Regions from separate parts of the Mus musculus genome. Here all the other regions are linked to region 2. Evidence: chromatin contacts called from public Hi-C and promoter capture Hi-C data. All regions are on one chromosome and are shown on one strand. The core of a region is the stretch at or near the end of the contact, and the rest is flanking DNA. Distances in the headings are between cores, read along the strand shown.

What was found. Promoter capture Hi-C pulls out the DNA fragments that hold promoters and counts their contacts. Hi-C and Micro-C count contacts between places; a contact is called where the count stands out from the background.
Region 1: a promoter capture Hi-C map of embryonic stem cells shows a contact between it and region 2, with 2.6 times the contacts expected there. The contact joins the promoter of Ankrd36 here to the promoter of Myl7 in region 2. A contact is called at or near these places in 8 of 39 promoter capture datasets (the C10 cell line, embryonic stem cells, maxillary cranial neural crest and 4 more), 1 of 484 Hi-C or Micro-C datasets (embryonic fibroblasts), 1 of 115 datasets of contacts at active chromatin or transcription factors (embryonic stem cells) and 4 of 9 other capture datasets (adipose tissue, embryonic stem cells, liver and 1 more).
Region 3: a contact with region 2 is called in a promoter capture Hi-C map of stem cell-derived epiblast-like cells, with 3 times the contacts expected there. The contact joins the enhancer-like site here to the promoter of Myl7 in region 2. A contact is called at or near these places in 8 of 39 promoter capture datasets (the 3T3-L1 cell line, the HPC-7 cell line, cranial neural crest and 5 more), 2 of 484 Hi-C or Micro-C datasets (nephron progenitors and ventral hippocampal neurons), 9 of 115 datasets of contacts at active chromatin or transcription factors (bone marrow-derived macrophages, double positive thymocytes, embryonic stem cells and 3 more) and 4 of 9 other capture datasets (adipose tissue, liver, macrophages and 1 more).
Region 4: a contact with region 2 is called in a Hi-C map of the C2C12 cell line, with 2.5 times the contacts expected there. The contact joins the enhancer-like site here to the promoter of Myl7 in region 2. A contact is called at or near these places in 8 of 39 promoter capture datasets (the C10 cell line, the SN4741 cell line, cranial neural crest and 5 more), 4 of 484 Hi-C or Micro-C datasets (the C2C12 cell line, the P5424 cell line and cortical glia), 6 of 115 datasets of contacts at active chromatin or transcription factors (embryonic limb bud, embryonic stem cells, forebrain and 1 more) and 1 of 9 other capture datasets (pancreatic islet).

Annotation. Positions count from the first base shown.
Region 1 is chr11:5,565,245-5,572,190 of GRCm38.p6, reverse strand. It overlaps Ankrd36 (ankyrin repeat domain 36), which reads right to left and starts at 2,507. Exons shown (of 27, transcript NM_023816.3): 1 at 2,062-2,507; 2 at 1,020-1,134; 3 at 732-905. The coding sequence starts at 2,264. It overlaps Gm39573 (a long non-coding RNA gene), which reads left to right and starts at 3,073. Exons shown (of 3, transcript XR_872233.1): 1 at 3,073-3,332; 2 at 3,462-3,867; 3 at 6,473-6,800.
Region 2 is chr11:5,893,165-5,900,438 of GRCm38.p6, reverse strand. It overlaps Myl7 (myosin, light polypeptide 7, regulatory), which reads left to right and starts at 1,657. Exons shown (of 7, transcript NM_022879.2): 1 at 1,657-1,678; 2 at 1,900-2,013; 3 at 2,204-2,279; 4 at 2,503-2,607; 5 at 3,041-3,119; 6 at 3,265-3,313; 7 at 3,658-3,802. The coding sequence starts at 1,676. The coding sequence ends at 3,759.
Region 3 is chr11:6,179,106-6,185,682 of GRCm38.p6, reverse strand. All of the region lies in intron 2 of Nudcd3 (NudC domain containing 3), which reads left to right. Among named protein-coding and RNA genes, the nearest start is that of Nudcd3, 18 kb to the left of the region's middle. Within about 2 kb of position 4,627, at least 33 of the 459 cell types and tissues checked have an H3K27ac peak or open chromatin away from gene starts, as enhancers often do. A contact at or near this core is called in double positive thymocytes, embryonic stem cells, pancreatic islet and 1 more, where this site is marked.
Region 4 is chr11:5,501,467-5,508,089 of GRCm38.p6, reverse strand. It overlaps Gm11963 (predicted gene 11963), which reads right to left. Exons shown (of 3, transcript NR_166837.1): 2 at 5,393-5,537; 3 at 1,841-2,610. Among named protein-coding and RNA genes, the nearest start is that of Xbp1, 16 kb to the left of the region's middle. Within about 2 kb of position 1,704, at least 121 of the 459 cell types and tissues checked have an H3K27ac peak or open chromatin away from gene starts, as enhancers often do. A contact at or near this core is called in embryonic stem cells, hepatocytes, pre-B cells and 1 more, where this site is marked.

The DNA of each region.
Region 1 (6,946 bases), core at 1,258-3,757, 330 kb after region 2:
CTGAACATGCTTGAAGCTCAACCATTCCCTTCTCAGGTAAAAATGAAGACACAGTTTTCCAAACATACAAACAGGGCAGAATTAAACCACACGACTTTCCTTATCTTTGCCAATGAGGACCGTACATTCCGACTCATCCTGCACTTTTAAGATAATTTTCTTCTCACCATTTTTTGTGACCCAGCCTCACCTCAGGGAGAAGTCATTTTAAAGTGTCACTAGCAGTATGATTTTTCATTTACCATAAAGCACTTTTGTTTGAGTTTTCGGGTCAAGTCTGATTCTAGACAGTTTCATTTGTTTGCTTGTTAAAACTGGGTCTCACTGGTTACAGACTGGCCTCAAACTCACGGAGATCTTCCTGCCTCGGCTTCCCAAGAGCCAGGATCAAAGGTGTGAGCCACCATGCCTGGCCAAATTCTAAGAGAAATTTTGTTTTCATGTCTCATTTTACTCTCATTAGAAAAACTGGTGAAAATATTTAAATTATATTTTAAAAGAAACTTTGGTGACCTATTTGAAGAATATTTAATGTAATATTAATACAGTTTTCTCAAATATTTTTATGGATACATAAAATCGTGTGCTCTGAAACTTCCTTTGTCAATTAACTTATTCTAAACCATTTTTTTAACCAAAGAATTCTCGCTTTCAGCTTCTACGTGTGGAAATGGTCCCACATATTGTTCAGGCAAATGCCTTTTAATTTGGGATATAAAACTGCGTGTTACCTTTGTCTTAACTTCGGTGTCTGCATTGAATGCCAGAAGCTTGGCGGCTATGGTGGTGTCCTTGTTGTAGACCGTGTAGTGGAGGGAGGTGTTCTGATGGATATCGACGGCGTTGGAGTCGGCGCCGTTCTCTAGAAGAATCTTCACACAGATCTCGTGCTGGCGCTGTGTGGCCTGCGGGGATTGTCCCAAGGAAACAGACTCAGTTCAAGAAAGTCTAGAATTATAATCCACACCTCAGAATCCGGGGGTTGTGCTAGTTCATCTTCTGCCCCGCTTGTTGGTTACCTTGATCAGAGCTGTGCTTTCCTCTCGGTCTCGGGCTTCGATGTTGCAGTCATACCACAGCAAGAGGCTCACCATTTCTGACTGGCCGTGAGCACAGGCGTAGTGAAGAGCAGTCCTGGGAGAGAGAGTGCGCCTGAGGGCTACTGTGCAATGTGAGGAGGCAGCTCACACTTTTCGGAAGCAGAATAGCCGGTTTTGACATTCTTTTTTCTATTTAGCAGTGCTAAGAAAGAGCAGTTAAACATGGAGGACCCCGAAGGAGAGGGCATTGCAAGAGACACGGGAAAATTTGCAAAGGAAGATTGGGAACGTGTTGTTGACTGCGGTCGTCCTGAACTAGGGACCACATTGGCAAGCTCCAAGGCTTTGATGGTCTCTTAAGATGTGAAGGCCACCAGTGGACCATCTGCTTCTGCATCAAGGAAGCAACCGAAGCTAATGGAGCACCTGTGGGAACTTTGGAGCTTCACGTACTATGTAATGAAGATGGATGCTAATCAAACTAGCCCACTTCAGGGCCAGGCGAACTAATGGATGAATCAGCATTGGTTAATAAAGATGGCTACCCTGAATAACTGGACGTGAAGCCCTGCTGACACTCCAGCCTCCGTGTAAGGTCCCTCAATAAATAACTTATAGTCCTCCGTTACCGTGAAATAAAAAGAATATGGAATTTTATTGAATGAACTTCCTTAGGACCCATCGCATTATTAACTTTTTCCATGTGCAGGAGAAATCACATTTAAATTGTCAAGAGTCTTCTAAAAACAGAATTATATGGGGTTTGGAAACCGACTAAACTAAATGAGTTTAGTTTTTTATTTGCTTCTCATGAAGAGTGTCTGGGCTCTGGACCCATCCAGGGTTTCAGATGCTGAGGCACCTGTGGTAGGAAGAAAGGCTAGCACCTCCTGTTAAAGCAGGCCTTAGCCTCCCTTCTCCACTCCCGAGGCCAAGATCAGTTTCCTCTCCTTAGGCCCTGCTGCCACTCATTTACCCCTGTTCTGGGCCACCTCCCAGCTCCCACCCCGCACCCTCTAACCTTTTCTTCCGGTCTGTAACGTTCACGTCAATATCCCCAAATTCGAGCATCTTCTGCACTTGGGGTATGTCCCCCACGCTTGCAGCTTTGTGGATCCTTTTCACAGGCATGTACCCAGTGAGGTACCTGGGAGGTTCTTGGTTCTCAGCATGCCTAAAGCTCAGAAAGCCCCAAGGCGAGTGACCCTTGAAGATCTTCTTCATGGCTCAGACTGTGGCCCTTCACCCTATCTCTACCCCTCCAAAACTCAGTGTTTATAACGCCTTCCTCCCTCCCAGTAACAACCTCGGTGCTCACAGCAAACCAGTTCTTTCAAGTCCCAGTCTTAGCCACCGCCAGCCAGTCCCAAAAGAGAGCCAACCAAGTCTCAGAATCTCGCCAGGATGCGCCCACAAAAGAGCCCCAAGGTTTAGCATCCCTCCACCTCTTAGGCAGTTGGCAGGACTGTCGTTGCCCAGCAACACCGTGTGCACGTGCTCCAGAGACCCACCCCCCACTCCCCAGGCAACCAATCAAAGCACGTAGCCAACAGTGCTCAGCACGCATGTGAGGCTCAAGAGCAACTGTGCCTTCAAGCATCAAACGTGTGCACCACTAGGCAGATGGTCCCGATGCTTAAGGCCTACTCAGTCTTGAAACATAACTCCCTTTAGATAGATCTACAGGCCTCTAAAGTCTAGTCTCCAAGAAAACCTTCCTCAGAATTCGAACTTGAGGCCAGCATCATCTTGCATGCCCAGCCAGACTGGGTGACCGTAGTAGGACCCTTTCCTAACAAGCAAGCAAGCAAACGAAGAAATCTCAGAATCTCCATATGTTTACACACACCCCTACCCCCGCTCCCAGAGACTAGCAATTGCAATAATAGAATGCTGCATTAGTGGTTTCGTAGACGGTGACAGTATTTGTGGTGGTGTGCGTGCTGGTGTGGAGGGAGCTGCACACTGTCCAGATAAAATGAGATCATGCGTCTGCTGCCTCTCGCCCACTTATTTGCTCCTCAGCATGGTCTCTGCTCGATGTTTTTTCCTCTTTAAATCTTCAGGGTTTATTTGGATCACTGTGTAATATTTCAAACTTTACCTTTTGATTGACTGTTGTCTCAGAAATCTCTTTCCATTTATGTTAGAATGACACTTTAGGCAGCTGGATCCTGTGTCATAGCCTTGCCCCATTGTCCTGGTCCTCCCTCTCCCTCTCCCCCTCCTCCTGGTTCTACATTTCTCCCATCTTTCTGGCCACCACACACCAACTCCTCATGTATACTACTGGTGAGTAGCAGTTTCCAGCCAGGATTTGACTGAATCTCTAATTCTCTGCCCTAGTTTTTGGCTAATATCTTCTCCACATTCTGTATTCTTTACTGTGTATTTGCCTTCCACTTGCAATCTCCCCTCCAGATCCCATCGTCTGCCTGGGCCCTGTCTCACACTTCCTAGGTGCCATCGACGACAGAAGCAGGATCCAAATTCACTGCTACCCCTAGCTCCAGACCATGCAGATCATCCATGCTGTTACCCAAAAATCAACGGTGCCCAGGAGGGTCGAAGTAGAGAATGTAACACCCACCCCGCTCTGCATCTGCCCTGCTTCACAAAGAAAGACCCAAGAGATGAGCAGTGGTGAAGTAGCCTGCATTAACACTGTGAAGGAGCCTCAGAGGAAGAGATCCAGACCTGACCACTAGCCCCACCATGTGAGGAGCAAGTGTACCCCTGTATGAGCAAGCATTCTCAATATGAGCGCCATGGTCAGGTTAAAGAGGACAACTGCTGCCCCCCTTCCCCCCCGCGATTCATGAGACTGGTGAGGCCTCCCCTGGTTCAAGAATGAGTGTGGACAGTGTGTACAGGAGATAAAACCCACAGCTTCCTCTTCCTGATGTCAGCAGCTGAGATGGCTCCCCAATAGAGACACCCCTACCCAGATTAACTAACCCTTGCTCAGCTACAGATAATAAATATGTCGAGGGTCTAAGACACCATTACATTGCTGTGAAGAGACACCGTGACCAAGGAAACTCTTTTTTAAAAAGCATTTAATTGGGGACTTGCTTACAGTGTTAGAGGGTGAGTCCATGAGTATCAGCGGTAGGACACAGGCAGGCATGGTGGTAGCTGAGAGCTTTGCGTCCTGATCCACAGACAGCAGGCAGAGAGGAGAGTGAGAGAAGACTGGACTTGGTGTGGACTTTTGAAACTTTAAAGCTCACCCCTAGTGACACGCCTCCTCCAACAAGGCCACGCCTCTCATTCCTTCTCAAACAGGTCCACTCCCTGCTGAGTAAGCATTTAATTTATGGGGCTATGGGAGCCATTCTCATTCAAACCACCACACTGAGTTTCCATCTTGCTAGTGCATCTCTCTCAGAGACCGCAGACCACCCAGTCCCAGCTTTTCTGTGTTGTGTCATCTCTTCAGTCTCTGTCACTCCATTCAGGTCAATCCCAAAACCACGCAGGCCAAGAAGCCTTCAGTGTCGCACCTCCAGAGCATTGTCTGCCTTCAGACTGAGGAAAGCTATGATAGTCCTCTCACCTTACATCACACAGTTTACAGTTGCTGGGACTGTGTGAAATGCTGTCAATTTCACTTCTTCCATAATGAATGAAGCTCGGCAAACACTGGGGCAAGGTTGGTAGGCAGAAAAGGGAGATCACTTAGAACAAGAGAGGGCAATGGACATGACCTGGGTCCCGAAGGATGATTTTTTGGGAAAAGGACAGGCCAATCAGGTGATATAATATTATATATACCAACGCCCATAATAAAACCTCACACTCTGAACAGTACCTATGCAAAACTGATAACACTCTCCAAACAAGGAGCACAGGCTCCTAGCCCCAGCATTCCTCTGCCCGGCACCAAGCCCAGTCCCTTGACAGCCAAGGTGGATGTCAAAGCCAGGAACAAAGGGACAGTGGACAGCATGGCAGGGGACCCCATCACTACTTCTTCCTCCTCTTTCCAACAAGATATGTCTTAGGCACAGACAAGCCTTCTCAGATGCTAACTTAAATCACCATTCTAATGACAATATATGAGTGTCCTTAGCAGTGGCAAACAGAAGGTTGCAGCTTCTGGCTTAAAGACACTGGATATGATAATCTAAAAAGACAGTGGGTGTCAAATGTACCCCCTCTTTTTTGAATAGGGTCTCACTCTGTAGCCCCACTTATCCTGGAACTCACTATGCAAACCAGACTGGCCTGAAACAGAGAGTTCTCTGGTCTCTGCCTCCTGTGTGGTGGGAGAGATTAAAGGCCTGAGCCACCACACCCAGCCCACACTCCCCAAATTAAAACCAATCGAGTTGATTAGATCTAATGTGATTGAATTAAGTCATCCAACTCCAGGAGTTTACCAAATACTGAGGATGGGGCACCAAACCTCCAGCAGAAAGGTGCCAGAGGTTGAACAACCACAAGCTGAGACCAGCCTGGGGTACAGACAGACCAATCTCAAGAGAAAGGGAGGAAGTAAGGAAGTCAGTCAGCCAGTCAGTCGGGGAAGAGAAAGACTTCCCCTCAGCTCAGCCCCACTCTTCACAGTGTTGTGGGGGCCCACTGTCCCCTGCCACTCATGCAGGGACCTCCCATCCATGTTTGCCCTTCCACAGGACTACTTTCATCCTCCCCAAGGCCTTGGTCCTTTCTCCTGAAAACCCATTTTGAATGTCAACACTTGGCCATTCATCTCCAAACACCTCATGGGCCAGTTCTCTGTCTTCTTGCAGATAATAATAATAATAAGTGAAGATCCTAAACCCCTTTTCCTACAAGGAATCTATAGGGCATACTCGATAACCACCTTCCTCTTCAACCCAGATAGAATGTGACTTTTTACCCAGATAGAATGTGACTTTCTAGGCCTTCGCAGTAATCACAGTGAGAACCAGAGGTGCCTTGTTGTTAAGTGTAGAGATGATTTTAATTACCTATGATTTTGGATCCTATGGAAGGACCATTAGACTGAAACCATGTGAGGTGGTGTACACTCCTGAGTATTGATGCAAAGCCCCTGCTGTGTACACTGTTGAGATGAATGCACGCTAAGGGTTCCTACAGCGCTACTCGCCATAACTAAAGTTATGGGGCAAATCTAGGTGTCCCAAAAGATGGAGATGGATAAAGAAAATGTGGTGTGTAGCTCAATGGAATCCTTTCCATCCACAAAAAAGAATGACCTCATAACATGTAAGGAATATGGGTGGAGATAGGAATATTCATATTGAACGAACTAGGCCAGTCTCAGAAACAAAAATCAAGCTTTCTTTCACTGTGTGAATCCCTAGAATAGATTGTGGTCACATTACGTCATGCATGTAATAGGATATGAATGACTAATGTTTCCCTGGGAGGCCATGTTGTTAAACTCCTTTCTAAGCACTTTTGGGTGTTTGTCTCCATAGATCTGTGTGGTTCTCACCCTGGATCAAAGAAGTTTCTTGCTGCAGAGGCTGGAAGTTAATGAAGAGTCAAAGCTGTTCAAATGCTGAGAAAGGAGACCATGAATGATCGATCATCTGTGGAGGGAATATCTACACCAACCCTCTCCTGACAAGGCTCAGGAAACATCAAGGAAGAGAGGGTGGAAGAGAAGAATGCTGTAGAAGGCTGGCTTCTGGACAGGACATGGCTATTCTACACAACCTCACAGCAGCTTTGGTCATGTGCTCCAGAGCTCCACAAGTCAAAAGAATTAAAATACCAGAACAAGAGCTGAGAAGTGGTGGACCAAGCCTTTAGTCCCAGAAGTGGGGAGGCAGAGACAGGCTGATTTCTGTGAGTTTGAGGCCGGCTTTGTCCACAGAGTGAGTTCCAGAACACAGGTAAATCCTGTCTCAGAAAAAAAAAAAAAATCTTGCAAGGGAACTGAGTCTGCT
Region 2 (7,274 bases), core at 408-2,907:
AGGCTAGGAGCTATTAAACAGTTTCTAAGGTCCCTCCAGAGGCTCTGGTAGATGGAATCTACCTAATGCTTTTCTATGCAGCATGAATATGCCTTCAGGTGAACGGACTTGTATGCGTTTAATGCACATTTATCTCTCACTGGGAACCCAGGGAGTCAAAGGCTTACTCTGTTCTCTGCTTCAGAAAAAAAATCCCAAATTGGTGGTTCTGTGGGAAAGTCACATTTTTCTTGAAATCTTGCTGTTTTCTGGTAATTCTCGTGTAGAATTGCTTCTATCGGCTTCACTTTCTTGAACCAACACGAGCATTTGCATTAACAGAGTACAACACTCATATTGGCACACTCACACATTGGAACAGATTTTCAGTCTTTCATCTTTTCGTACATACTGGGATCTGAGGCATTGTGCTGGTTTGTTTGTTTGTTTTGTTTTGTCTCTCTTTATACATCCAACTTGAATGATTGAACTTTGTTTTCAGGTAGTTAGGAGGGTGTTATAAAATATTCATACAAAAGGAGGCCTTGGAGTTGTGTGTGGTACAGACTTGTAATCCCAGCACCAGCCTGGGAAACATCGTGAGTTCCAGGCTAGCCTTGGCTACATAGCCGACCCTATCTCAAAATAAAAGAGGATGGAGTGGGACTTGAGTCCTAACAGGAGATAGTGCCCATATCCTAACTCACCTTGCATAGCCACATTGGGGTGAGGATGAACACTGAACCTAGTCAGAGACCTACTCATGATCTCCCCTAAGCTGTCCAGCTTCTCTGACTCCTCTGCCACACTAAGGTCCTCAAAAGTTGACGGCTGCTGCTTGCAACCAAAGCCCCTTGGTCCCAAATTCAGAAACATGAGATGGTCTTTGTGGGCCAGTTTCATAAGAACCCAAAACTTTTCCTGTGAAACAGCATCATGTAGGCCTGCCACGTGCCAGGGTTTCTGGATTCCAGATGTGGAGCAAGCTGGGTGCCCAGGAGAAGGCTACAGCTCTCAGTTGGGAACGTCAGAGAGAATTTGGAGGAGGAGGGTAGAGTTGAGATGGAGCTTAAGAAACACAAGATTCCGTATAGGGTGGGTACGCGCGTCTCAGCAGGACAGGCCGAGTGAAGAGCGCATGTCTGAATGTAGGGAGAGCAGCATTCGGTCACTCCAATCCTGAGTTACCCCCAAATCAAGCCAATGGTCCTGTGGGGCTCACAGCCTGGTTAGAACTGCTGTCTGTCCATTGTCAGATGGCCAGCAGGCCAGAACTCAGGGGTTTTATCTGACCCAGGGGATTCAGGCCAGAGACCATTCTCAGAATCATGTACTGCTTCCCAAGCCCAGAGTATAGACAGCACTAGTCAGGTGAGAGGACGGTCAGATGCAGGCATCACAGGGAATCACACCACCATGACCTGGACTAGCACACGTTTGGAGCGTCTCTGACCAGGGAAGACATGGAGCCTGGTCACAAGAGATGGATGGGTGGATCCTAGGATGTTACACTTGGGGGCCTGAAGGTTACCAGGAGTGTGAATAGGATCTATGTGGAGCCCTGTCTTTCTCCACCAGCGGGGGCTTCCAAGTTTAGCCCAATCATCCATTCCTCTCCTTATTTGGGCCTCTGGGTGATAAGGCTGAGACATAAAGAGCTGGGTGGCACGATCACTCAGTCAGACCGCCACAGATCATGGTGAGTGCTGGGTGGGGAACAAGAGACCAGCCACACCCAGGTGCTAGTCTCTGAGCTGCCCTGGGACAGAGCCAGGGACTTGTGTGCCTGTGCTGGGCTCAGGGAAGTGATCTCGGGTGGGGAAAGGCACCTCTCCCTGGCACTCCCACGAGACTACATGAGGTAGGGAGGAGGTCTTTGGAGAACTGGAGAGAGGACCCCTCTGATCATCAGTATTACAGGCCAGTAGGAAGGCTGGGACCCGAGGCAAGGCTGCAGCCACCAAGCAGGCACAACGTGGCTCTTCTAATGTCTTCTCAATGTTCGAACAAGCCCAGATTCAGGAATTCAAGGAAGTGAGTAGCCTATCCCAAACAGCCTCTCCCCGATCCGGGGAGCCACTTCATACCCCATGCACACGGCTCTCCTCTGAGGGTCAGTGCTCCTGCCTCCAACCTCGCTCATACTACCCGAGACTCTCCCTTACCCGCCATCCCTGGAAGAGATGGGGTGAGCAGCTCCCACCTGCAGGCCATCTCCTCACAGGCCTTCAGCTGCATTGACCAGAACAGGGATGGGATCATCTGCAAATCAGACCTGAAGGAGACCTATTCCCAGCTCGGTGAGTGGGTCCAGGAGCAACCTCCCAGGGACCCGGCTTGTTCACCTCAGGCACTTGCTCCGAGAGAGGACAGTGCCCCGCCCTTTCTCTCCTACTTAGCCTCATTCAGGCAGGAATCCCCCTCCCCCACCTGCCACACAGCTAGAGCTGCCCCTGCCTCTGCCCTCACTGCCTGGGAAGCCCGGGAGGGCGGCCTGGGTCACCTCAAGACCTACTCTCCTAGGGAGGGTAAGTGTTCCGGAGGAAGAGCTGGACGCCATGCTGCAGGAAGGGAAGGGTCCCATCAACTTCACCGTCTTCCTCACACTCTTCGGGGAGAAGCTCAATGGTGAGTTGGCAGGAGGTCTGAGTCTCCTTAGCCACAGCGCAAACCCGACCTCACCTGACCCGGGAGCCCCACGTGAGGCTCAACCTAACTCCCCTGAAACCTGTGCACCCTGCCTGCCCAGGGCCAACGCAGAGGATGTGGAGCGCCTGAACTGGCTTGGGTTCAGGAAATATCCACTTCCTAATCACAGTTTTGACTTCCCAGCCGGGCCTGCCAACCCCTTTGATGCCCAAGAAACACTCTGAATTCCGACTCAAGTCTCTTCTGCACCCTCCAATCTACCCCACCCCACCTTTATTCACTCGGTATAGCCGGAGCCCTTCAGGCCCCAGTACAAAGAAGCTCCCTTGTACTCCAAGTTCATCCTGGGTGGGGCCTCGCGGCAGGGGATCTGAGAGTTCACTTGGCTGCCTCGCCCCGCCCCCCCCTCCAGGGACGGACCCCGAGGAAGCCATCCTGAGTGCCTTCCGCATGTTCGACCCCAGCGGCCAGGGGGTGGTGAACAAGGAAGAGTAAGTGAGGCCCTTTCATGCCCCAGGGCGGGCGCCATGGGGAAACCCAGAAGGTGGTGAGGTTCTTTGTGCGCCTCAGGCAGGTGAGCAGCTCTACCCTGGGCCCCAGCCTCGCACTCCCAGCTCAGGCATTCTCTCTCCTCAGGTTCAAGCAGCTTCTCATGACCCAGGCAGACAAGTTCTCTCCTGCTGAGGTGAGACACCCAGACCCACCAACTCCTGTTCCTGTCATGACCCGCTGCCCCCCCCCTCACGCCCCCCACAGGGCTGTGTTGGTGGGAGCCAAATGGATAACAGGATCTTCTGAGAAGAGATATAGGCTCTGTTAAAACCCAAAAGGGAGGACGCAGACTCCCAAGAGGGTGGGTTTATCTATGTGGTGAGCCCTTTGGCCCCTTCCCCATTGGGCCTGTTTCCTAATCTGTTCAGAAACAGGAAAATCCAGCAGACTGCAGTTTGGGGTTGAAAAGGCTGAGTCCGGAAGCACAGCTGTTGGGACAGGGTATCATAGGGTGACATCTCTGCTGTCCCCCTGCAGGTAGAGCAACTGTTTGCGCTGACACCCATGGACCTGGCCGGCAACATTGACTACAAGTCTCTCTGCTACATCATCACCCACGGGGATGAGAAAGAGGAGTAGACAGGCTGAGGTCACCTCAATAAACTCTGTGCCTGAACTAGAACTGAGGTGTTGGCTTGACTGTGGCAGATGGGCTGGAGAGGGACCCCACATGGTACCACCTTGAGTCACCCTACACCACCAAGTAAAATATGAACCTCTATTTTGCCCACGGGTGAACTCCAAGAGAGGAAACGGGGTACACACAACCTCCATGAGGCCCAGGAATGAGCCACAAGTGGGCAACCCAGCTCTTGATGTCTGGGGAAGGAAGAAACATCTTGCTGGACCCTTTCTGCCCAACATCCAGCTAGAGGATGCAGCCCCAGGGACTCCCAACCACATAGCCTTCCCGTGCACTCAGGTCTACTGCCCACTCTTCTCTTGATGTGCTGCCTGTGTGGGCCTATGGGAAAACCACAGGCAGAACTCAATGCTGGCTCTGCGGTGCAAGCCTTGCCTAGCATGTTCTATGTCCTGGATTCCATTCCCAGCAAGCACCTCTCCCTTAGGTGGGGGAATCACAATCATATTGGGATTATAGGAAGATTTTGACATGATGGGACATGATGCTGGACGCAGAGCCAGATCACATGCAAATGCTGAAAACTGGTCTCCTGCTTAATGAGGCCCTCACTAAGGGTTCTGGCACTGGGTCACACAACTGGAGTTTAGGGAGGGGACTGCCCCTACAGAATTGTTAGTCTCCCCATATCTCCCTTCTCTGTCAAACCACAGGTTGCAGAAACAGGTGATTCGCCCCACAAGTACCTAGGGAGAGTCAGGAAATGAGTGAGTGCTCAGGCAGGCCGGGGCTGAGCAGGTCTCAGAGCTCTGCCTCCCTCCAAGCCTGCCACAATGGCCAGAAGCTTGGAGCTGGGATGAGATGAGAAAGAGGAGAGGAAAAGAGGGCAGGGGGGTGGGGGGGGTGGGGGGGGGGCGGGAAACTAACGTTTACACCATCCCTTCCTGAAGGCAGGAGAGAAAAGGCCTTTTTACCTGGGAAGGTGCTTGGCACTGGCCTCTATCCAAACCTGACAATTTAACTAGAGACTTTAGGTTCAAATCAGTCATTTGGTGGCTCAGCAGGTAAGAACACTGACTGCTCTTCCGAAGGTCCTGAGCTCAAATCCCAGCAACCACATGGTGGCTCACGACAACCCGTAATGAGATCTGACGCCCTTTTCTGGTGAGTCAGAAGTCAGCTACAGTGTACTTATGTATAATAATAAATTAATCTTTAAAAAAAAAAAGCAGTCATTGCAGTTTCTGTGGCTCATAAGGTCATAAAACCCACAGCCTTTGCCCCCCTTCCATCCAGAGGGAAGTGCAGCCCGACTCACTGGGAGTGCTAACCGGAACATGTGCAACCCACGGCTCTTTGCAGACATTGCGGAAGACTGAAATGCACAGAAAGGTCTCAGGAGTGAGGCCAGTGGCGAATGGCCGTTATCCCAGCACCCAGAAGGCAGGGCCAGGGGGGTTGAGAGTCAAAGCCAGTCTGGGCCAAATAACAGAACCATCTTTCAAAAAGAGAATCTCTAGGTTGGATGTGGTCTCTGGATCTGTCTTTGAGCAGTTTCAAGCTCTGGAGTCATGAGAAACCAGCAGCCAGCCTCTGGCTTTCAGCTGAAGGAGCTGGTGCAGGTGATATCCCCTCTGCTCAGTCAGAGAGGCCAGGTTTCATCTGCAGAGCAGATTCAGCTCAGCCTTCCAGATTGTCCAACATCTGGCGCTCCTTGAATCTGCTTTCAAACTATTTGTAGAATCTCACTGTGTCTCTCATGAATGAGCAAATAAATCTTCCCCGGGCATTCATTTTGTTTCATACTTGAGTCATATGTTCTACTTTGCACCTGTTAAAAGGCCAGAGAGATCATGAGGACCTTAGAATCCCCAGAACCTACAGGGGAAAGCTGGATGTGGTGGAGAGTGCTGGTAACCCAGTACTGTGGAGTCAGGGGCAGGTGGATTCCTGGAGCTCACTGGCCAGCCAGGCTAGACTAATTGGTGAGTAACAGGCCAAGTGAAATACTCTGTCTCAAAATGAAAAAAAAAAAAAAAAAAGGCAGACATTCCTGAGGAACGGCACCCAAGGTTGCACACACACATAAGTGTGCACGGCTCCAGGACACACTCACACCCACACAGCCCTGGGTCCCACCTGCCATTGCAGCTTCCCCTGGAAAGCAGACCCAAGACATGCAGCAGGGCCGCAGGAGCCCGTGCTTCAGGCTGCACCCAAGTTCTGTGTGGCTTGAGACTAGGCCTCTATACTCTGTACTCCCACCGCCCCCCACCCTGCACCCCAGTTATTCCTGAGGCTCTTTTCAGGGGCCTTTATCAGAAGGCTGCAGACAAACCCTCCACCTCTGATCCTTCTGTCTTCTTGAAGCCCAGGAAGCCTCCTTGTACTCCAATCCAAGGGGACATTCCAGACTCTCCAGAGCTCTCTGGCCTCTAGGACCTCTCAACCTATTTTACCCCAGGGCCCCACATCGTGACCCCCCCCCCAAGCTTCTTGCTCTACATCAGCACCAGAGTTCCCCATCTCCCTGGATGGACTCTAGTCACCTTCTGCCCCTCCTCTTTTAGGGAAGCCCACCCATCCCCACCTGTGCCCCAGCAGACCCTGTGTAAAGGCCCCTGGGAGCCTCTTTTCCCTACAATGCGGTTATCTAACGGCAGCTGCTGGTCTTCTCTGGGCATTCAGGGCAGGGCCCACTGCAGAGCACAGTGCCCTAATATCATCTTTAAGGGACAGATGCAGACATCTAGATGATTCTTAAAATAAGAAAAAGTTAAATTTTGCTCTCATAAAAGGTGAACATGAAGCCGTAATGGGGGGGAAGCGGAGAGAAGAACGAGAGCTGAGGTCACTTCAAGGAGAAATAAGCTCTAATTGCCGTGGCACAGGAAGGGGCTACAGAGAACAATAATGGCCCTGGTGTCTCACAGAACCTACAAGGGTGGATGCTGTGTGCTGTTAGAAAAGAGGACAATGACACAACTCACCAAGATATAGACAAGCAAATAAGGACTTCAGAGATGGCTCAGGGGTGACAAGCACCAGCTGCTCCTGCAGAGGACCCTGGTTTGTTCCCCAGCACCCACGTGGGGACTCACACCTGCCTGTAATTCTAGATTCTAGTTTCCGGGATCTGGCCTCCTCTTCTGGCCTCTGCAAGCACCAGACACACAAATAGTGCACAGACATACATCCAGGTAACACACACACACACACACACACACACACACACACACACACGAATAAATATTAAAGTTTTAAAAATAAACAAAATAAAAACAAGTTAATCCCCAGGCACAAAGGAGGTGAGGACATCCCCTTGTCTTCTGGGGCATTTGTTTAGAAATCTTGTAACTTCAGCACCTTTTTTGGATTCAGTTATATAAATCTATCTGAACATTAAAAGAGTCTCCTTCCAGAGTTACAGCCCAGGACTGTTTCCTAATGACCTGGGAGCCCCACTGAAATGTCATCACCATGGGAGACAGCATCCTTATCTCGCAGATCC
Region 3 (6,577 bases), core at 3,378-5,877, 280 kb before region 2:
AACAGTAGCTTGTGGTTTTTTGATATTGAAGCTGTATCAGAAGGGTCTTGGGGTGGAGGTAAAAGTAACCTGAAAAAAAAAATGTGTTCAGACACATACACGCGCGCGCACGCACACACGCATGTGTGTTGCGAGTGCAAGATTGCTTTTTTTCATAAAGCGTTTGTTAGGTAGAATTTGAAGTAGAAGTCACAGTGGGCATAAGAGTGCAGGACTCCCGACAGCCTCACTGTCTGGCCTTCTCCCCTGTCTTCTGTTATTTTGAAACGATCTGCCTCATAATATTTCATCTTAGTGTTTTCAGCAAGTGTTTAAACTTTGTTTCCTTCTGATGGTGTATGCTTTTTTTGAATCTGACTATAAAAACCCCGCAAACACCAACGGCTCAGAATTGACAGTTTCTTCTCCCTGTCCCGAAGGTAGTGTGCAAGGCCCTGGGTTAATTCCACAGAAGCGTTTTTAAAGAAGGAAGAGAGAGAGGGGGAGAGGGGGAGAGGGAGGGGAAGAGGGGGAGAGGGGGAGAGGGGGAGAGGGAGAGAGGGAGAGGAGAGGGAGAGGGAGAGGGAAAGAGAGAAGAGAAAGAAATCAGGCTGTTTGTTGGGCTTGCCACTGTGACTTTTACTGATTGTTAACTGTGAGCTGGTTCAGCATGTCCTCTGTCCTATTTCTTGTAAGTCACAGTTGGATTAAGGGTAACATTTTTAAAGTTACAAGGCTATGTAATGGAAATAAATTGTTCTTCCTGGAGACAATTTGTTCATAGTGTTTTTTGTAAAATTTATTCGTGTGTGCATATACTTTGCCTATAATACCCAGTACATGTGTATACACAGCACATCTGTGACTGTTGACTTTGCCACATCCCCTAAATGTGCTCTGATCGCTCAGGCTTGATAAACGGCTGGTACTGACTTGGTGCTTTCTGTTGCCAGGCACCCTCTCCTTAGCACACATGTGCGTTTTTATAGTCCTTAAAATGACCTGGGGTAGGACTGTTGCTCTCCTAGCTTGCAGTCCAGAGAAGTGGCTTGTGCTCGCGTTGCTGCTGAGGGTGTCATCTGGGCCTTTTCCCCCTGGAATGGCTGGCCCCAAGGTTCTGCACTACTGTTGAACTTACCCTCACTGGGGATGCAGAACGGAAATTGCTGGGCCCCTTCACTGTCTAATAGGTCTGGGTGTGGTTTGTATATCTTGTGAATTTTCAGAAGCTTTTCAGTGACTGACACGTAGTAGCCAGGGTTTTTCTTGACTGCTATAGAGTATTACACCCTATGGATTAGAGTCATTGGAGTCATTATCTAATGGGTCCCTGGGGTGGGGTGTATTTAAGCTGTTTACAGGATGCTGGTGTCACAGATGCTGCTGCAGCGAATATGCTTGTGTGTGTTTCTTGGAACATGTGTACGCGTATCAGTTGGGTGAATTCCCAGAACAGGAATTACTGAGTCAGAAGGGTTTTTAAATTTTGATGGCTGTTGCTGAATTGGCCCCCGAGAGTCTACCCATTTGCTCTCACTGCCAGTTTGCATGAGGGAACCTTATCCCCTTCCAGCCTCCAGGAGAGGCATAGGCTCAGGTCTGTGCTGCTCTTACCTGCTCTTTAAGTGCCATTTTCTGCTGACCTACCTTAGGGTTTCATTTGTTCTTGTGGATGGTTTTCTGTTACTTACAAACACGAAACTATATATTTCTTTTGTTTGGAAAAGATTCTGATGGATTTCTAACACATTTTAACACTTGGTAAGAGTCATGTTTAATCATTTTCCCTAGACTTTACTTTATAGGAATTAATTTTTCTATATGGAATTTGATTGAAAGTTTTACAGGGACCTTCAGTTCATGTTTTGGAACAGGACGGGCTGATAGCTTTATATATATTTTTTTCAACCTAAGAATAGAGCATGTCTTTAAGGTTTGTGTGGAATTTTAATGTGTTTTTTTCCAGTAGAGAAACTGGAAATGAGACTTGTATCTCTTCTTGGCTTCTAAGTCTTTTACTTAATTTTGTTTGGTTTTGTAGGTATATAGACTGTTTAGTATTTATTATGTTTAGTGATAAATTATATTTTATTACTATATAATGACTGTCTTTAGTAGTAAATTATATGTATTTTTTTGCACTTAGAATTTTAAATGTAAGTGTATTTTTCTCCCTGTCAAGCTTGTTGCCAGGCAACTGAAAGGATGGAGCTGACAATCACTAAAGCACAGGAAGGAAGGCTTCTGTGGGAGATGGGGGTGGGGGAGTTACCGCTTTATTGACTTAAGGAATTGAGACTGACTAGAGGTCTAGGTGGCATTTCAGAATGATCTGTGGACATGGGTTTGGAGTTTTATGACGATCAGGACTATTGCATTTAAAGCATTCATTCACATTTAGATGCAATGGAGGCTGGCTGAGGCTTGGAGTGTCACTGAGGCAGCTTGAAGATGAGAGGTCTTGGGACTCTCCTAGGAAGGGACTTTGTCTACCTGTTTGCAGGGGATCCTAGTACTTGGCACATAGGTGGCACTTGGTGAACCTGGATTTGGTGATCTGAAGAGACTATTGTGGAGGGAGTAGGAAGAGAGCTTCAGAGAGGGGAATGAGCCTCTCTGAACTGGTGTGTTCAAGTCAAGCCTGTGGTAGCAGCATGGTCAGTTTTGTGGGGGAGCTAGCTCTCTTTGGTGTTTCCCTCGTCCCTGTGTGGAGAGGCTACTAGGAGAGCAAGATTGTCAAGCCCCACACTGTTCTGTGCAAGGTAGGAGACCACTATGGTGGTGTCCAAAGAGGTGCTGGCACTGATGACTGTGCCACATAAGCCAGGAGCTGCATTGCCACCCTGGGCAACTTTGCCAAGGTCATTTGTTATGGCATCTCCTAGACCTACAATACCTGACCCCCAGACTCTGGAAAGAGACCGTGTTTATCAAGTCTCCTTACCAGTACACTGACCATCTTGTAGAAACCCATACCAGAGTCTCTGTTCAGAAGACCCAGGCTCCAGCTGTTGCTACCACATAAGAGATTCTATATAAGAAAAATAAAGTGAAATGAGTATGAAGAAAAATTAATAGAAGAATAAAATACAGTGATACTAAGTACAATGTGTTCACGTTTTCAGCCAAGTGTTATTATATGAGTCAAAGTTTAAAAAATTAATAAATTTATGAAATCAATAAAGGCATATTAACGTTTATTATAGAAGAAAGAAAACGTTTTTTATGAATAGTATAGCTAAGCCAATGCTGAACTCTAGTGTAGTGCCCAGTTTAACCAGGCATCTGTGCTCACACCCACTCACTCACTGGCTCACACAGAACTTCCAGTCCTGCAATCTCTTCATGGCAAGTGCCTAGAAGGTGTATCATTTTAATTTTTACACCCTATTTTTTGCTGTCCTTCTATTTTTAAACATTAATATTCACCATTATGTTACAACTGCCTGCAGTATTCAGTACAGTAACATGACGGTCAGGCTTATGAATATACTACCATCTTTATGTAAGCACACTCCATGATGTGTGTACCACAGCTAAATCACCTAACTGTGCAGTTCTCAGAACTTACCACACTAAGAAATGTGTGACTGTATTCCAGGTTTTTAAAAATTAATTAATTAATTATATGAAGTCCACTGTATCTGTCCTCAGATACTCCAGAAGAGGGCATCAGATTTCGTTATGGATGGTTGTAAGCCACAAACAAAAAACTAAGGCCCACTGAGTTGCAGCAACCCCTGAGAGCCAAGGAGCTAGCAACCGAAGGTAGGGTCTTCAAACTCACTCTTCATCCATAAGAAAATCTAAGGGGAGCAGAGGATGGAATCAAGAGGGGAGAAATGAATGTGATGGCTTTGAGTGTAAAGAAGCAAAGCCATGGGCTGCAGAGGTGGCTTGGAGGTTTAAGAGCACTAGCTACCCTTCTAGAGGACTCAGGTCCAATCTTAGTGCCCAAACAGTGGCTAACAACCATTTGTAATTCCAGTTCCAGGGAAAAATACATACACACACACACACACACACAAACAGCAGACAAAACTCACGGATATAACTCTCTTTTTGGCCGGGCAGTGGTGGCGCACGCCTTTAATCCCAGCACTTGGGAGGCAGAGGCAGAGGCAGAGAGAGTTCTGAGTTCGAGGCCAGCCTGGGCTAAACCGAGAAACCCTGTCTTAAAAAACCAAAAAAAAAAAAAAAACCAAAAACCAAAACAAAACCCAAAAACAAAAACACAACCCAAACACCTCCCCCCCCAAAAAAAACCCCCAAAGACCCCAAACCAATTACACAACCCAATTACCTCAAGAAAGAAGCCCATCACTGGTCAAAGTGGAGAGAATAAGAGTTGAGTCCTCAGCCACAAAGGAGACATTTCTACACCCCTCAGGGAACACTGAGGGAATCAAAAGGAGAAAAAAGTCAGAGGTGAAGAAATGGGCTCAGTCCTGTGGAATGCTGACTTCCAGCCATAACATGGCTACTGCATGCCCGAAAACCCCGACAGCTGTGGCTACTTACACAAGACTGACCCCAATAGCATCCACCGTGGAGGAGGGAAGCTCCTGAGGTCCTCCTACCCTTGAGGAGTTATATACAGGCAGCTGTTGCTGGGAGAGGGAAAGGTGCTCCCTCCAGTGTAGTAGTGCACCCTGCTGGTCAGGTGCTCATCTGCTTATGAACCCCTCACTTCCGCTCCTTCTGTGATTCATGTGGGTCATTTAAAAAACAATAGGGCCCGCCGGCAGGATGGCTCAGCTAAAAGCACTTGCAGAAGTCTGACAATCTGACAATTTAATACCTAGGATCCAAAGTAGAAGAAGAGAACCAACCCCCACAAATTACCTTCTGGCCTCAACATTGCACACATCCATACAAATAATTAAAAAAGAAAAAATTAGCTGCGCAGTGGTGGCACATGCCTTTAATCCCAACACTCATGAGGCAGAGGCAGGCGGATTGCAGAGTTGAAGGCCAGCCTGGTCTACAGAGTGAGTTCTAGGACAACCAGGGCTAACAGGGAACGAAGACCCAAAATAAACAAATGGAATTATTAATAAAGATGTGAAGGTAGGAGGACTAGAGAGGAAGAAGGGTTCAGCAGGAGTGGGCTGGACAAGCAGGGACAATGGGAGTTGAACTTGATCAGTGGACACTCTACAAGTGTGGAAATGCCACAATGAAACCCACGACTTATAATTAATACATAAATTAGCACACAATAAACAGCTGTGCTGTCAGAATCCTCAGAACCTCATTATTTAGGGATGCACCCAGGAAAAGTCAAGTGATGTCAGATTTTTTTAATGGGTAACCGAAGCTGCGTCTAAGACCACTGCCAAATTCACTGAGGACACTTCAGTCTCCTAATCCTGGGCCCCTTGGGGCCCTCCCGCCAGTGCAGCTTCTGGTTGCTGTTTCCTGAGGAAGAGGACACTGTTGTCTTTCTTTGTATCATTACTTGAAAGCTGTTTCTGATATATGTATTTTTAAATTTGTATTTGTGTGTGTGTAAAGCTAACACCCACCCACGTATATACCGGATTAGGATATCAATATTACTGTTCTCCACCTCCATAGCTTGTTCTCCTGGAAGGTCTTTGGGGTAGTAACATGCATGGATGGAGCTGTCACCTCCTTTCAAGACAGTGCCTTTTTGGGATCTTCCTGAGAACCTGCCACAGGGTGAGGAGCTGCTTTTCCCTTTAGAGATCTGTCTGGAGGTTGCTGTCCATGGAGGTTGCTGGCTTTCTTTCCCTTTTCATAGTAGATATGCTCTAGCATATGGTGTGCCATGAACATCCCTCCCAATTAGGGGAGAAACTGGGTGTCGGGCCCTGCTTCAGACATTTTGCGAAGCTGTTGAGGCCTGTAGCAGCCTCTCCTACCTACACCTCACCCTGCGCTTTCTTATCGCTGTTTCCTTTTACCTCGTATTGTCTTCAGCCTTGTGAGTTCAGCTATAACCTTAGGATGTATATGTGCTCAGTTTCACAGATGTGTTGGGTTTGTTTATTGGATTCAACCAATGTGGAATGAGTAAACGTTTGTTTCAGAGTCTTGAGGCAATGAGGCTGAGGGTGTCAGCTCAGCCCAAGCCCTCTGCCCAGTCTCCACTGGCTCTGTTAGGGCGGTCAGGAGCTTCTGACTTACTGGCTCTTTGTTCCCTTGAGTTCTCATGCAGTTCAAGTCAGGACGAGACAAAGGAAGGGTTCTTCCTGGCCACCCACGAGTGGGAGTTTTAGAGTGGGTGTTGTGCTGTCCCAGAGTTAAATGAGCAGCTGATTGTGTCTGGGCACAGTCTGCCTCTGAAAGCAAACCCCACTGATCTGCGGGTGGAACCGCTGTGCTGTGCTGTGCTGTGTGTGCGTTGGAAAGGACTCACCTCCTTCCAGCGCCTTCTGCTGCCTAGTGTTTGTTTTTCATCTACCCGTTCTTCACTAGGGTTGTGGATTCTGGTCTCTTAGTGGCAGTACTGTCTGCTATTGGGATCTAGGGAAGACCTCAGGCAATTTTCTTGCATCTCTGGTCTGTTGAATGCAGAGAAGGAAACATACTAGGACTCCCTTCAGCCTTCAGTAGGTGGCCAAACCCATCA
Region 4 (6,623 bases), core at 455-2,954, 390 kb after region 2:
AGAAATGTCATGTCGAACAGATTTGAAGCTTGAGGGACCTTTCTTGTTTTACCAGACAGTTGTCTTTCATTTTAGAGAAGACTAGCAAGGTCTGTAGAATTAATAAATATTGTACAACTTTGCAAGGAAGGGAACTGCCAATAATTATCTATGCAGCTGCTAATAAAAACAAAATAACATTGTAGTTAAGAGGATAGGACGAATCCATGTGTACAAAATTTACCTGCTTAAGATTCTAGGGGATACCAAGGAACAACATTTATAGCAAAACTTTCTTCCTATTACAATCTTTTATTAAGTCCTTCATTTAGTGTAGAGGCAACCATGTTAATATTCAAAACAATAATTAAATTAAAATGACTGAGTGTTGTAATGTGCCTTGAAATGGTCAATTCTTATCTTTCACTCTTCCCTTTATACAACAAGATATAGTCGTCAAAAATTCAAATAAAATCACTTTATCTTCAAAAAAAAAAAAAAAAAAAAAAGATGGGTAGATGTAATCCTAGCACTTAGGAGTCTGAAGCAGGAGGATAGTCTCAAGTTGAGGCTAGCCTAAATTACATAGCAAGACCCTTTGGGGGAGGGAGGGAGAAAGGAGTAAAATACCCAAGCTTTCTTAAATGATCCAGCTGAGGATGAAGAACAAATTCTTATATAAAATTCATTTCTCTTGTGAAATAAAATTTGAATGTTAATCTTGCAAAAAGTGCCAGGGGAGAAACAGACTAAGCTGTGTTTACAGAGGCTACAGATACAACCGTGTATAAGCTACAGATACAACCCTGTAGTTTTCTATGCTATATTTTTTAAATGGTGTAATTTACAAGGTTGAAAAAGTAAGAAAAGCTTGAAATTAAATAAGATTTAAAAGATAAGTAAAGCCAGGGGGTGGTGGCACACACCTTTAGTCCCAGTACTGGAGAGGCAGAGGCTGGCAGATTTCTGAGTTCAAAGCTAGCCTGGTCTACAGAGTGAGTTAAGGACAGCTAGGGCCGCATAGTGAAACCCTGTCTCAGAAAAAAAAAAAATTAGTAAAATGTATTAGCCTGGGGTTTATCGTGTCTTTGAGAATGTTCTTCTAAAAATGCATCGCATTTATTTGTTTATTAGTTGTGTGTGTGCGCGCACGTGTGCGTGTGCTGGAGAGCATGTTTCTGTACATATGGCAGGTGTGAGTGTGGAGGTTAAAGGTCAACCTGAGGATGGATCAGGCTTGGTGACAGGTAATTTTAGTCACTGAGCCATCTTGATAGCCCAAGAGTTTTTTGGATTTTGGTCTGCTTTTTTTGTTTGTTTGTTTGTTTGTTTTATTTGTTTTTTAACCAAATATTTTTTTTTTAAAGATTTATTTATTTATTTATTATATGTAAGTACACTGTAGCTGTCTTCAGACACTCCGGAAGAGGGCATCAGATCTTGTTATGGATGGTTGTGAGCCACCATGTGGTTGCTGGGATTTGAACTCCGGACCTTTGGAAGAGCAGTCGGGTGCTCTTACCCACTGAGCCATCTCACCAGCCCCCTTAACCAAATATTTTTTAAAAAAAACAAAAAACCTGGTTTTATGAGGTGAAACTGTTTACATGGGGGGGGTGGGGGGGCGGGGTTAAGAGAGGAATGCTAATCGGTCAGAGGTGTTCTGGTCCTGAGTAAGCACATCTGCCCATTCTTTGTTGTACTCTTGTCTGATGGCTTTAGGAAAACATGCAAGATCTCTGCAGGCACTCTTGGTTTGACCAGTTGCATTGAAATCTTTTGACTCAGTCATGGGGGCGGGGCGGGGGTGGGGACGACGACGGAACCAGACCCCAGGGAAAGCGATTTCTTCTTCTCATGCTTTTGTTTTCTTTAAAGCCTGGTTTATTTTCGTTTCATAGTATTAATCTTTTCTTTACAGAGTTGGAGATAGGAGCCAGGGCCTCTCCCGATGTAGGAAAGCACTCTACCACTGAGCGACACTCCCCGTCTGTCAGCCGGATGTCAGTTCCTGAGCAGTTTGAACTTTGAGATGTTCCGAGTGTGGAGGCAGGAAGTCCCGGGGTCAGAGTGGTGTTTCTTACGATTCTGTGACCATTGACCTCTTCTGGGAAAGAGTTGCGTGGGTTACTTCCTGAAGTTCACTGGTAGTTTTTAAGGGTTCCAAGAAGTTCAACCCTCCTTTGGGAGGTGGGGTTTTGCAGAGTGCTAGAGTCGGCTTGCCCAGGGCCTGGAAGTGCACAATCAGGAAAAGGTTCATTTTGCTGAACAAAGGTGTCCACTCCCAGCCGCGGCAGAGAATAAATCCAGTTTGTTTGTTTGTTTGTTTGTTTTAATGTATTTTGTTTGTTTTGTTTTGTTTTTTCCATTTTTTGAGGCAGGATTTTTCTTTGTAGCCCTGGCTGTCTTGGAACTCGATCTGTAGACCAGGCTGACCTCAGACTCGGAGATAGATCCCCCTGCCTCTGCCTCTGCCTCTGGAGTGCACCCTGCCACCCAACTTCAGATATAAATAAATTTTAGCTATCCATTGTCCCTAAGTCTTCTGGACTCAGGTTCAAAGGCATCAAGGAAAGCCAGTTTGTCTTCTTTCTTTTAAAGAAGTTTAACCATCATGGCTCCTCTTCATCACTGAGGAGAAAAGAAATCACTCCATTGGCACTGAAATTTCTGAAATCTTTTATTTTGATATGATTTAAATTTTACCCAAAAAGGTCTAGAGAGGCAGTGCAGTGGTTAAGAGCACTCGTTGCTCTTGCAGAGAACACAGATTGGATTCCTACACCGAATGGTGGGTCACAGCCATCCCACCCGTAACTTCACAATCAAGGGATCTAATGCCCTCTCCTGACCTTTGAGAGGACAAAGCGTATACACACCTGTAGAAAAGATACAAAGGGGATGAATACATCTGATTTCACTTTTAATCCTTTTATTTGACCACACACACACACACACACACACACACACAAGCTGTGAGGGCTGGAATGGAAAGAAGCTGTCTAACAGCAGAGCGGGGGTGGGGGTGGGGTGGGAGGGTGTGAGCGCGAACTCTGAGGAGGCTTAGGATTTCAATTCCACAACAAAGACCCACATGGATATGGGAGGACAGAACCAACCTCAGCAAGTTAGTGATCCTATGAAGTCTGCATGGTGTGTGCATACACAGACACTCACACTCACAGACACACAAACACACACACACATACACGTACTCACAGACACACATATACAAACACATATACATATACACACATATACACAGAGACACAAATACACACAGACAGACACATATGCATATACACACACTCACACACACACACATATACACATACAAACACACAGACATATACACAAATACACATATAAACAAACACACACATATACACATACACTCACACAAATACACATATATATACACACAGAGACACATACATATATACATACATACATACATACATACATACATACATACATCTCACTTACAGAAATACAGGAGAACACTGCTAAACAGGTAGAAGCCCTTAAAGAGGAAACACAAAAATCCCTCAAGGAATTACAAGCAAACACTGCTAAACAGGTAGAAGAAACACAAAAATCCCTTAAAGAATTACAAGAAAGCACAACCAAACAGGTGATAGAATTGAACGAAACCATCCAAGATCTAAAAATGGAAGTAGAAACAATGAAGAAAACCCAAAGGGAGTCAACTCTGGAGATGAAAGAAATCAGGAACCAATCAGCAACATAATAAAAGAGATGGAAAAGGGAAACTCAGGTGCAGAAGATTCCATAGGGAACATGGACACAACAATCAAAGAAAATGCAAAATGCAAAAAGCTCCTAACCCAAAACATCCAGGAAATCCAGGACACAATGAGAAAACCAAAACTACAGATAATAGGAGTAGATGAAAATGAAGATTTTCAATGAAGGACATGTAAATATCTTCAACAAAATTATAGAAGAAAACTTCCCATACCCAAGGAAAGATATGCCCATGAACATACAAGAAGCCTACAGAACTCCAAATAGACTGGACCAGAAAAGAAATTCCTCCTGACACATAATAATCAGAAAAACAAATGCACTAAATAAAGATAGAATATTAAAAGCAGTAAGGGAAAAGGTCAAGTAACATATAAAGGCAGGCCTATCAGAATTACACCAGACTTCACTGGTGTGACTCTGAAGCAGTAGTTGAGGGCTCACATCTTGATCCACAACCATGAGGCAGGGGCGGGGCGGGGGGGGGGTGCGACTTGGAATCTCACAAGGCTGTTAAAATTTCAAAGCCTGTCCCCAGGGACACCCTTCCTCCACAAGTCTAAACCTTCTCATCCTTCCTAAACAGTTCCACCAACTGGAAACCAAACATTCAAATACATGAACCTATGGGGCCATTCTCATTCACACCATTCCAGTGGACAGAGGAGGAACTGGAAGGGAGGGAGGGAAATTGGAAGGAGACTCATTCAAACACATTAAAAAGAGGAAATAAGCCGGGCTGGTGGCGCACACCTTTAGTCCCAGCACTTGGGAGGCAGAGGCAGATGGATTTCTGAGTTCGAGGCCAGCCTGGTCTACAAAGTGAGTTCCAGGACAGCCAGGGCTACACTGAGAAACCCTGTCTCAAAAAACCAAAAAAAAAAAATAAAAAGAGGAAATAGTATTTTTGTTTGCTTGTTTGTTTGTTTTGAGACAGGATTTCTCTTATGCAGCCCTAGCTGTCCTGGAACTCACTCTGTTGACTAGGGTGGCCCCAAACTCATATCTACCTGCCTCTGCCTCCTGAGTTCTGGGATTAAAGGCATGCACCACCACTGCCTGGCAGAATAATAACTTTTTACATATTGTTATTTTATTTTATCTTATTTTATTTGAGAGAAGGTCTCACTGTGTAGCTCTGGCTGTCATAGAACTCACTATGCAGACAGATTGGCCTCAAACTCTCAGAGGTCCCCCTGCCTTTGCCTCCTAAGGGTCTAGAGTTGAAGGTATGTGCAGCCTGGCACCCTTGGCAGTTGTTTAAGTTTTTGAAACAGCGTCTCGGAGTGTTAAACATAGGCATGAGTCACCAGTGGTCTCTGGTCTCGGTGTTGGTTCTGATGGCCTTGGTAGTATATGCACCTGGCGGGGTGTTTTGAGATTGGTTCCAAAAAAATAGTATTTATGTGAACAACTAAACTTGAGTCACCAAGGTCACCTTCAAAGACAAAGAGGAGGTAGGTTTGCGTGATGTCAGGGTCTAGACTTCCTGAGAATGTTCTAGGGACACTCTAACCTTTGAAAACAACAACAACAGTAACAAACTCTGGTTTGGTGAATAAAGGAGATAGGAGGAGAGAGAAGAGCTTCAGGAGGAGGAAGAATTGCATTTACTTCACAGGGCACTGGGAGAGAAACCACTCACCTTCCAGTCCCAGGAACAGTCGTCCCCTGTGGCTGGGCGTTGGCTTGTGAAACGGCCACACAGGGCGGGTTGTCAGGTCTCCCACATATGCTGGTTGAGCAAGTGGGATGAGTTGCTTAATCTCTCAGAGCCTGTTTCCTTGTCTCTAAAATGAGATTGCATAAGAGAATGCTTTAGCCCAGAGTGTGTCCGAGAAAGCATGGAATAATGCTAATTACTGTTGTTACCAACAGCGACTCACGCACTGCCAACAGGCATCCATCCTCCTCTGTCTTCCAGCAAGTCCAGCCTTCCCTCCCTCTTTCAATATCTGGTTGCCTCTTTCTCTCTAGTCCTTGGCCAGAGGTCAAAGACAGAATCGGGGGCCTGGTACTCCCAAGGCAGGCCATCTCCTCTTCAGCCTTACCTCTGCTCCTCCAGAGATCTGTCCAAGAAAAGCAGCACCTCCCAGAAGGCTAACAGAACATTCCACAGCCAAGTCTTTCAAAAAGAAATTTATTCATTCATTTATTTTTATATACATTGACATTTTGCCTATATGTATATCTGTGTACCATGTACATGCAGTATCCCCGGGTCCAGAAATACAGACAGTTGTGAGCTGCCATGTAGGTGCTGGGAATCAAACTAGGTCCTCTGAAAGAGCAACTAGTGCCCTTAACCCCTGAGCCATCTCTCCAGGACATCCCTACCCCTGCTTTTTAAGATAAGATCTCTCACTGGGACCCAGAGCTTGGCAATTGGACCAGGCTGGGTAGTCAGAGAGCCCTGGGGTTCTGCCTGTCTCTGCCTCCCCAGCCCTGGGATCACAAGTTTGTGCCAGCACACCCAGCTTTTTTTCATAGGTGCTTGAATGGCAAACATTCTATTGACTAAGCTATCTTCTTCCCCCTGCCTTTTGAAATAGTCTCATGTAACCCCAGCTGACCTTGAAGTACTGAAGATAACCTTCAGTTTCTGATTCTCCTGCCTCCACCTCCTGTGCACTGAAATTACAAGCTTGCTCTACCACCAAAAGAACACCCCACCCTGGTCTGCATGCACTATAACAGCACCAGCAAATGAGATACCCCAACTCCTGACCCTGCCTCTTTATTTTTTTAAACATTATTTATTATATATGTGTGTGTGCCTGCATGTATGCGTGTGCACCAAGGGCCATAAAACGTGTCTGACTGCCTGAAATTGGGGTTACAGATGCTTGTGAACAAGCAAATGAAAAGGGTGACCA